3 separate regions of the Hordeum vulgare genome follow, and all the other regions are linked to region 2. A link is a contact called in public Hi-C data. All regions are on one chromosome and are shown on one strand. Each heading gives the region's core, a stretch centred on a gene start, on an enhancer-like site or on the middle of the called end of the contact. The rest is flanking DNA. Distances are from core to core; before and after follow the strand shown.

Region 1 (3,021 bases), core at 290-2,789, 750 kb before region 2:
CAGACTATAGAGAGCTCAGTAACCATTGATGTCGACCGCGCCCCAATTATGTCCACTAACAGAAAGCTGCTTCTCCTCTGGTGTGGTTCCCGTGTTCTTTTGTATGAAGTTAGTAAGGTTACTAACATCCTACAGAACAATATGAACAAAATATTTCTCAGGTTACAACTAGAGTTTCATTTATCCAAGAAAGATTGAACCTTGACACAGAAAGCAGGTGTAACTGTGATTGTATAACTGCATCTCTTCATTGTCAAGTGAACAATCAACTAATTTCTTCGTGGGGAGGGGGGTAGGCTATTACCTGTTCACGGAAGCCTTTGAACACGTACCGGATGCCCTCTTTGGTCCCAACACTAAGCTGATAAGATCTGGGGATTTTCATCCACGTCACAGAAACTATATCAGCTTTATCAACCTCAATAGTCTTTCCTCCACCTTGCTTCTTCCATGCAAGCCCTCCCGAATAAAGCCTAAACTGACCAGGGTTCTACAAGCGCACAAAACATCAGTCTATAACAGCACGACGAAAATTTCAGCATCATGATGATGCCACTAACAGTGACCAATTCAACAACAGTCATAGAAAATAGGGGTTCTGTTGGAATTGATCTATGTACTTTTTACCAAAAAAATAATTGGAATAGGGTCTTCACTAAGTTTCAAGAAAATATGAACCACGAATGAACACAAATTCACAATTCCAATTCGTCAAAATGAACCAACAAGTGTTTCAATCACATATAGGTACGCTGAACAATGATAAGGAGGATAATCCTTAAAGCACATGTGCGAAGTGTAAATAGAAAGCGATTATGAAGGCCATTTGCTGTGATCTTCCAACATAGTGCAGACATAGCACCAATGGGCACACTGAATACCAAAATGGACGGCGCCTGGGTGATGGTAGGAATTGCACAAGACATTATGTATCTGTTGCATGAACATGTTCCTCGAATCCCTAGATTAGCGCCTGTTTGTAGTGGAGCTTACAATTTGTTCCATCACAAACTAATTGGATATGGGATATTCATTTTGCCTGACCAACATTGGTGTTCAAATCCAACAACCAACGGCGGATCCCAAAGTTACCCTCTGGGGCAGGTTCCGTGCCGCAGAGAAGAAACAAACCCTAGCGCGTAAACCCTAGAAAAAACAGGCGCCGTTCGCAGAATACCGCAGAACAAATTCAGCTAGACGAGCCCGTCCGGCAAACTCGCCAGCGCGGAATCGAACAGTCGAGCGGAAAACCCTACCGAAACAACGAATCGAATCACGGCGAACGAACTCGACCAGGACGGGGGGCGGGGGGAGGGCGGCGCACTCACGTTGCCGACGCGGCCGCCGAGGGAGATGTTGTTGAAGAGGTGGCCGTCCGTCATCTCGCCCGCTGTCTCTGCGGCCGGTGACCGCAGCCGCCGTCGCTACAGGCTCGTGACCCGCTCTCTCGCGCGCGGTAGGGTCGCCTCCTAGGGTGCGGGATTTGGGAGCTCCGCGGCGAGGAGGAAGGGGCTTTCGCTTTGGCGCTTGGGGGATGGGGGCGCGCGGCGGGCTAATATAGGGCGTTTGGGCAGAGAGCGGGCCGTATCTGACGGGTGGGGCCGATATCTCTCCGACAATGAAGGATTTATAGATGTTCTTTACGGAAAATACAATGAGTGAACTTTCGCTCTATCGTTCCTCCGTTCGACATGAATCTCGAATTTTTTTGACAAACTTCAAAGCTTTATTCATTCGTCATAATGTTTACAAAAACGAAATTTTAAGACTATTGGTTTGGCTTAATCAGACATGGCGATCAGCCCCAGAGATAATATGTGCCTCGCGAGTTTGTGAGCCTCGATATTTAAGCTCTTAAATTCATGACTAATATTACATATAAGAAAGGTAGACTTGTATTGTATAATTTCACGAACAATCGTCTCATATGCTCCTCCGTTCTTCTGCTCGATGCCACCAACAATCACCTTATAATCTGAAGCAACTTTAACTTTCCTCTCATATAGATCATCTCCTAGTGCTAGGGACTCCCTTAGAGCAAGTACAATAAGGTACATTCAGCGGTCTGTAAGGATTAAAGTATTATATTTTTGCTGAGTTGGATGAGAGAGAAGGAAAGCGGGCTCTTCGTGAAGAGACAGCTCTAGCACGTGCCCCTAGGTACTTTGTGAGAATGAAATGTGGGCCATATATGATAAAAAGTAGTACTCTTTTATAGCTAACTATTGTACAAGCTAACTTTAAGATGGCTATAAGATGACTTATAACCAGCAGTTGGCTATACTATTAACCATGCTCTTATGGCGAGTGCATCTAGGGTGACCGGGTCCGATATGTATGGGAAAACTATCACCGAAACGCCCAAAAAACAACCCAGTTGATCTCGACAAATAGCACCAACCGAGCCATTAGATCTCCCCCTTCCAACGGCCGCATCAGTGTTAATTTTTGCAAGGTCGGGCAGCGGTGCAAACCAATGATTTGGTCCACTTTGTGGTGCACTTTGTCCTGTGGCATCAGCTATCTGAATGGCGTTGATCTCAGCAACATATGACTGAATGAATCCATGAATGGCATGCGGATGTTGGAAAATGTCTTCACACATCATTTTTGGATGTGCTACCAAGATAGCCTAAAGTGTGACCATAAAAACAAGGAAATTTTTCTCTCCAAGCGATTTGTGCATAGCGAGTGACGCGGGGATAACCCCACGGTATGCCAAACCGAGCACTTCCCCATCTTCCTTCAAAAACAACACTCGGCGGACGCTTCTTTCCACAAGGCCGGCTACACAGCTGGACCGGCTCGGGGCGGAGCCGCCCGCCATCCGGCTCGGGAACGACCCATCAGACGGATGGGTCAGCCCTCGTCACATCGCCTTGACGGGCGTGTTAAGGACGCATCATCAAAGGCATGGCTACAGCGGGCTCAGGTACCGCTGACCTGCCCGCGCGTGGTTATAGTGGAGGTGGTCGTACCACTGACCATAGCCGACTATGACTAGTCGAGGTGGCACAGTGA
Region 2 (3,152 bases), core at 443-2,942:
AGGCGGCAGCCCTGGCGGCGTAAGCGTTTGCGTTCATCAACCTGACCGAGGAGGAGGACTACAACGCCTAGAGCTGCGGGCTGTGGGTGGCGGGATTGTTCTTTTATGTTTCTATCTACTGTTTAATTAACTTATAATTATTGTATGTGGACTTTGGGGCGCGTTTTATATAGTAAGTTTATATTTTACATTTTATTTGCATTAAGTTTTCTTTTGGTCCCCCCAAATTTGATATGTGTCGGCTGCGTTGAGCGCATCTACGGCAAGCCGGACTGAATCGTACATTTTCGTCCGCCTTGCCGACCCAAACGGATAAAAAACGAACCCAATCCGCATCCATTTGCGTCGATCAATTGAAGTTGGCCTAAGGTACATTTTTGTCCACCTTGCCAACCCAAACGGATAAAAAGTGAACCCAATCCGCACCCATTTACGTCCGCAGTTGGAGTTGGCCTAAGGTGTTGCTGCCTCTTATGGTGTTGTAATGGCCTCTCTGTGTCCTCCTTTAATGCTGATCTATCCGCTTGGACGCATCCTTGAAAAAAAAACTACCCAGTGAACATCTCAACAATCTCAATCCTCTACCCTTCGATAGACAATTCCACGTGTCTTCTAGGAGAATTCCCGTCGCCAGGCAATTACAGTACATAAGAAGCACCTCTTCTAAGGGGCCTGCTACGCATCCACCGGTGGATGTTTACTAAACATCCACCACTTGGAGGGCCGTCCGATCTACACGTGACGTCGGATCTGCTCCGGTCAGGCACCCCATAATTCCTGAAACGATGGCTGAGTTGCAGAAACTTTCGCTTTGTTGCAAGAAATAAACTTTGGACCCGTTAATTCCTGAAACAACCGTCGAGTTTCAGAAACAATTTGCTTGTTGCAGGATTTTTTTTCTTCGTCTTTCTGCAACATAGGTACTTTTGCGGGAGAATTTTTTGCAACAAAGGTCATGTTTCAGGAATTTTTACAACAAAGGTCAAGTTGCGGAAATTTTTTGCAACGTTCATGGGCGGCATGGGCGGCTGGCGGCGGCCGGATGGTCAGAACATAAATCTATAGTAGACCACTGCAACATCACATATGTTTAAGAAACATAGTCTTTGTTGCAGAACCGCATAGTCACTCGAATCGCGTGTCTTACGGGGGAGGTGGCTGATGCGGCCATTATAATCCGCCCGCTGATGGTTAGCTTTTCCCCTCTTCTAAGGCAAGCACCACGTTGTATGTGCTCAGATGATTGCATTTTCTCCTGACTGGAGTCAAGCTAATGCAAAAGCAACTGTGCTTCGCAAAACGGATCGATCAAGCTACGTCTACAGCACAGCGCAACCGCTCGCGTCATCAACGCAATCACGATTTTACGGCCAGACGAACGGAAGAAAATCAGCGCAATCGCAGCCGATCGATCCACCAGATCGTAGACCAAGACCCGTCGAGCAGAGCAGATAATGCGGATCATACCTCCGGCTCCGGGCGCCCCGGCAGATCCCGCGGGAATCGACCGCCGTACAACCAACGCCCCAAGCTCCACGGGCTATAGCATACTGCAGTGGAGTTGATCGGGTGGAGACGCCAGCGAACTTGACCGGATTCGGGTGCAGAAGGCTCCTTGTTCGACAAGGGGAAGGGGGCGGAGGGGAATGGATTTGGGGCGAAGCGAGGAGGCAGGAGGGCATTGCACCCGAATAAAAGGACAGAGGGTCGGCCTTAGGCCCGCCAAGAAACGAGGCCGATCCCCAAAGCTAGGCCTTAAGACACTGCCCTTTCTTAACTTAAAAAAAACTTAATTTATTTAGATTTTTCTACATAATAACGCTCATACGCTATGATACGGTCCACATGCCTTCATAACCATCTATCTTGCCACATCATATATATGACATCAATGGCATTTTTTTGGTTTTTTTGACTTCAAAATATTTTATCTCTTAAATAAAAAATCTAATTGAAAATTCATTTTCATCATTAAATCCGTCTCGATGAGGTCTTCAAAACTAAACCCAATATTGATATGTTTAGACGATCTTTTTTGGATCAAAAGTTGTCCTAATATTTATATTAAAGTTGCCATAATATTTACAATAAAATTGCCGCGACATGTTTCATCTATTTTTTTCTTTTAGATTTAAAAGTACCATTGTATTTCTACTAATTTTCACAGTAATTTTAATTAATTGACTCCGGCAAATTTTAATAATTAAGTACGACAAATTTGATTCATGGATCATGGCAACTTTTAGTAATTTGTCTTGACAAATTAAGTTTACAGATCATGACAATTTTAGTATTTTGAACATGGAAATGTTTTTTGTATGAACCATGGCAAATTTAAATGTATGTACCATGGTAAATTTAAATAATTCATCATGGTAACTTTAGTTTATGGTTCATGACAAATTTGACTCATTGACCATGCATTTTTAAAGTGATTGACGGCATATTTGTTCTTACTTATGAACCATGTCAAAATTATTTCATGGATCATTGTAAATTTTAGTAATTCATTATGGCAAGTTTAGTTTCTTAATTCTCTTTTTATAACATGTCAAAATTTTACTTTAAACATAGAAGAAAAAGTAATCGAAATATATCATGACAACTTCAGTATAATCATGATAACAATTTATGTGCAATAGACATCCCAACTTTTAACCCAATAAAAAAGTTCGGTTTTTAAGCCGCTTGGGTCGCACGAAGGCCATCGTTGGCCCGTCGTCGGTGTACACATCCGGTGTCTCACCCTCTCCCGCGGGCCACCGTCGTCCCCCAGTCCTAAAAACCAACCCTCATCCGCGCTTCACTGAAGTGGATGCCTCGCTTCCCCTCCGGCTAAAGCACCCCCTTTGCCACTCCGATGAGCGGCGCAACCAGACATATGGAACATACGAGGGAGGATTATACCTCTGGGGCTCCTTGATAGAGGCGAGGGTCCCGATCTTTCGATGAGTTGGTGGTTATCGTTTTGGTGGAGTGGACTTTGACGATCCGACTATGAACGTGCGAGGACGCCGCGCCTTAGCAGTCGCTAAACCAACTCCTAGAGGTTATTGACCACGCCGGAGCATGATCAACCTGACCAAGAGGGTCTATTTCCTACACGCAAACGAAGAATAAGCAAGAAACTAAGATTGCAATCTGGATACTAC
Region 3 (2,926 bases), core at 92-2,591, 510 kb after region 2:
TAGAAAATGTAGGTTGTAGCACTGTGAAATTCAATCAATTGATAATACATGTCTTAATTTGGTACTCCCTCCGTCCCAAAATAGCTGTCTTAACTTTATACTAGCTGTCTTAACTTTATACTAGCTCTAGTACAAAATTGTACTAAGCTTAATACACTTATTTTGGAACGGAGAGAGTACTAGATAATTGTCATGGCCTCATGGGCAGGCTAACTATCGCAGAATCAATTTGGTTTTCAAGGGAAAATAGAGATGATACAATTACAGATGAAGTTGAGAAAGAATTTTCAGCAGCAACTCTTGATCCACTGCTTGAGTTGAAATATTTTGTGTTTTCTTTTAGTTTCGCCCACCCAGGTTTTCTTTCGTAGCTCCACCACTTGTTTAAAGCAAGTTTATATACATTTGTATATAATCTTCTAATGAAATTTTAAAAATATATATTTTAAAGCGAAGAAGTAGACATCTTGTCCCAATTGTTCCCCGAAGATGGACGGCCGTGCTCGTTATAGTTGGTTAAACAGACCGGCCTAAACAGGACAACCCGTGAACACGCCGGCACGAGGTCGTGCCAAGCATGCAGCCCGCCTCGGACCATGCCTGGACCTGAAGACTAGGGGTTAAAATCGGCTAAAAAACAGCCTAAAAACGATCCAAAATCAGGACTTACGTGCCGATGAACCGGTCCGTATAACTCCCGTGTCATGCTTGGAGCTGCACACGTGGGCCGACTAAGGCCCTGTTTGGAACCACAATAGATTATAATAATCTGGATTATGAAGATAGATTATATAATCTGGTTTATAAAAATAATCCAGGTGAACATGTTTGGAGGCCAGATTATATAAACTGTAATTCAGATTTTACATTGTACAATGACATGTTTGTCCTGTTTATAAAAATAGGACAGTGACGGTGGGAGTAGGTAATTATCTTTAACTTTACAAGGATAATAGGTCATTAGTAATCCATAATCTGATTTTAGCTGGGTAGAGTAGATTATGAGTTTTTAATAATCTGGTCATCTAGTTTTTAAAATCTACTCCCTCCGTCCCAAAATAAGTGTCTTAAGCTTAGTACAAATTTATATTAGAGCTAGTACAAAGTTAAGACAGTTATTTTGGAACAGATGGAGTACAATATAAACTGACCTGTTCAAAAACATAGCAGATTATAAAAACCAGATTATATAATCTGGATGGTTCCAAACAGGGCTAATATTGATACATAGGCGGGTGGGGGCACGGTCCGGTTCATTTGACCAGGTATGGTGCTACTGCTCGTCACGATTGCGATATGCTGACACTTCTTCCTTCCACGTAAACGCACCCAGAAACACCACGCCGCCGCCCGAGCCCCACCCAATAGCCCCACAAGCTCCCACCCGACCACCACATCCAAATCCCAGCCCTAACGTTCCTGGCCACCACCACGACCGCCATGGTGAGCGAAGCCGCCAACGCCGGCATCGATCGCGTGCTGTGGTCGGAGGCTGAGATCGCCGCGCGGGTCGCCGAGGTCGCCTCGGAGCTCGCTGCGGACATCCGCCGGCTCCCGGAGTCGGCCGTCGTCGTGGGCGTCGCCACGGGGGCTTTCCTCTTCCTCGCTGACCTGGTGCGGCGCATCGACGCGCCGCTCGCCGTCGACCTCGTGCGCGTCGAGTCGTATGGCGACGGCACCGAGTCCAGCGGAAGGCCCCGGGTCACTGCTGACCTCAAGGTCGACGTAGCCGGGAAGCACGTCGTGGTGGTTAGTTCCTCGATCCTCATTTTTTTTTCCACGTTTGTTTGGCCGCGAGGTTCGTGTCCACCACCACCAGGCGTTATCTGCTTATAGGCTCGTCTTTTTCTGTGATTGTTGCTTTCAGTTGTGGTCCTATGCTAAGGTTTTGGGTCATGAACGCCGAGGAATTTCCGCTACCCAAGCAAGTAGAATCATAGAGTTAGAGAGAAATGACGTTTTGTCCTTGAATCACCTAGCTTAATCGGGTTGCGTCATCTGAATTGGCGTGTCACATTGTTTGGCAGAATTGAGTTTCTTGGTAGTTTACTAAATGCCGAATTTTAGTTATACCAAACATGAAGTTATACCAAACATGGCTCCATCCGTGGAACGACTCGTTTGTTCCCTGGTCTTAGGGGGTGAATGCTCTCCCACGTTATTTATTGTGGTAAGAATTGAGTTTCTTGGGAGTTGACTAGATGCTGAATTTAGTTATATAGACAATGTCGGTACATGAATGGGAAGCGGAACTAGTTCAGATACGACGGTGAGTATCTGAAACCTGTACGACTGGGCAATCAAATGGGTGTGCTGCACCTTGGCTTAAGCATGGACGGTTGGATTTGTACTGTCGTACAGTTACCGGCCAAACAGGATCGTCCATATAGCAGTGTTCAATGGGAAATCGAAGGAACAAACATTCATTCCCTGGTCTTACGGAGTGAATGCTCTACCTCCTTTGATCTGGAGAAGAAGCAACGGGAGGAAGAGGCGGAAGGGGAGCTAAGCATCCGAGTTTGGGGAAGAGGAAATTTGAGGAAAAAGATGGTATGAGGGGCTGGAGGACGCGACAGCCAACTCTGGCTACGGTGTTCTGGATACAGTGAGATGGGGGTGGGGAGGAACTCACTGCCGCCGGATGGGTAGCGACTGTGACTGGAGAGGAAGAAATGGGAGGTGATGGCTAGGGTACGGGCAGTAAGGCTGCAGCTGTGCAGCACGAACTCTGCACTTATAGTAGTTTCCTTACAAGAGGCCCTTTTTTCTGCATAAATAACTGACCAGAACCTGGCTCCTTTTCTCAGTAGTTTCTTAGTAACTTTGAATATTGACTGTTGGATGAAGCCGGTCAGATGGTAGAGAGTTGACAAATCCAAGCACTGTTGGCCATTGGATATCGTCTTCACTACACCAGATTCTGCCA

What was found. A called contact is a pair of places that touch in the nucleus more often than the background predicts.
Region 1: a contact with region 2 is called in a Hi-C map of seedling, with 4 times the contacts expected there. The contact joins the promoter of LOC123427125 here to the promoter of LOC123427116 in region 2. A contact is called at or near these places in 2 of 6 Hi-C or Micro-C datasets (leaf and seedling) and 1 of 1 datasets of contacts at active chromatin or transcription factors (embryo).
Region 3: a Hi-C map of leaf shows a contact between it and region 2, with 4 times the contacts expected there. The contact joins the promoter of LOC123408155 here to the promoter of LOC123427116 in region 2. A contact is called at or near these places in 4 of 6 Hi-C or Micro-C datasets (leaf and seedling) and 1 of 1 datasets of contacts at active chromatin or transcription factors (embryo).

Annotation. Positions count from the first base shown.
Region 1 is chr1H:135,685,526-135,688,546 of MorexV3_pseudomolecules_assembly, reverse strand. It overlaps LOC123427125 (FACT complex subunit SSRP1-B-like), which reads right to left and starts at 1,539. Exons shown (of 16, transcript XM_045111088.1): 1 at 1,329-1,539; 2 at 305-490; 3 at 24-129. The coding sequence starts at 1,382.
Region 2 is chr1H:134,938,897-134,942,048 of MorexV3_pseudomolecules_assembly, reverse strand. LOC123427116 (ubiquitin-conjugating enzyme E2 2) reads right to left here and starts at 1,692. Exons shown (of 6, transcript XM_045111076.1): 1 at 1,468-1,692.
Region 3 is chr1H:134,424,582-134,427,507 of MorexV3_pseudomolecules_assembly, reverse strand. LOC123408155 (hypoxanthine-guanine phosphoribosyltransferase) reads left to right here and starts at 1,341. Exons shown (of 3, transcript XM_045101336.1): 1 at 1,341-1,749. The coding sequence starts at 1,441.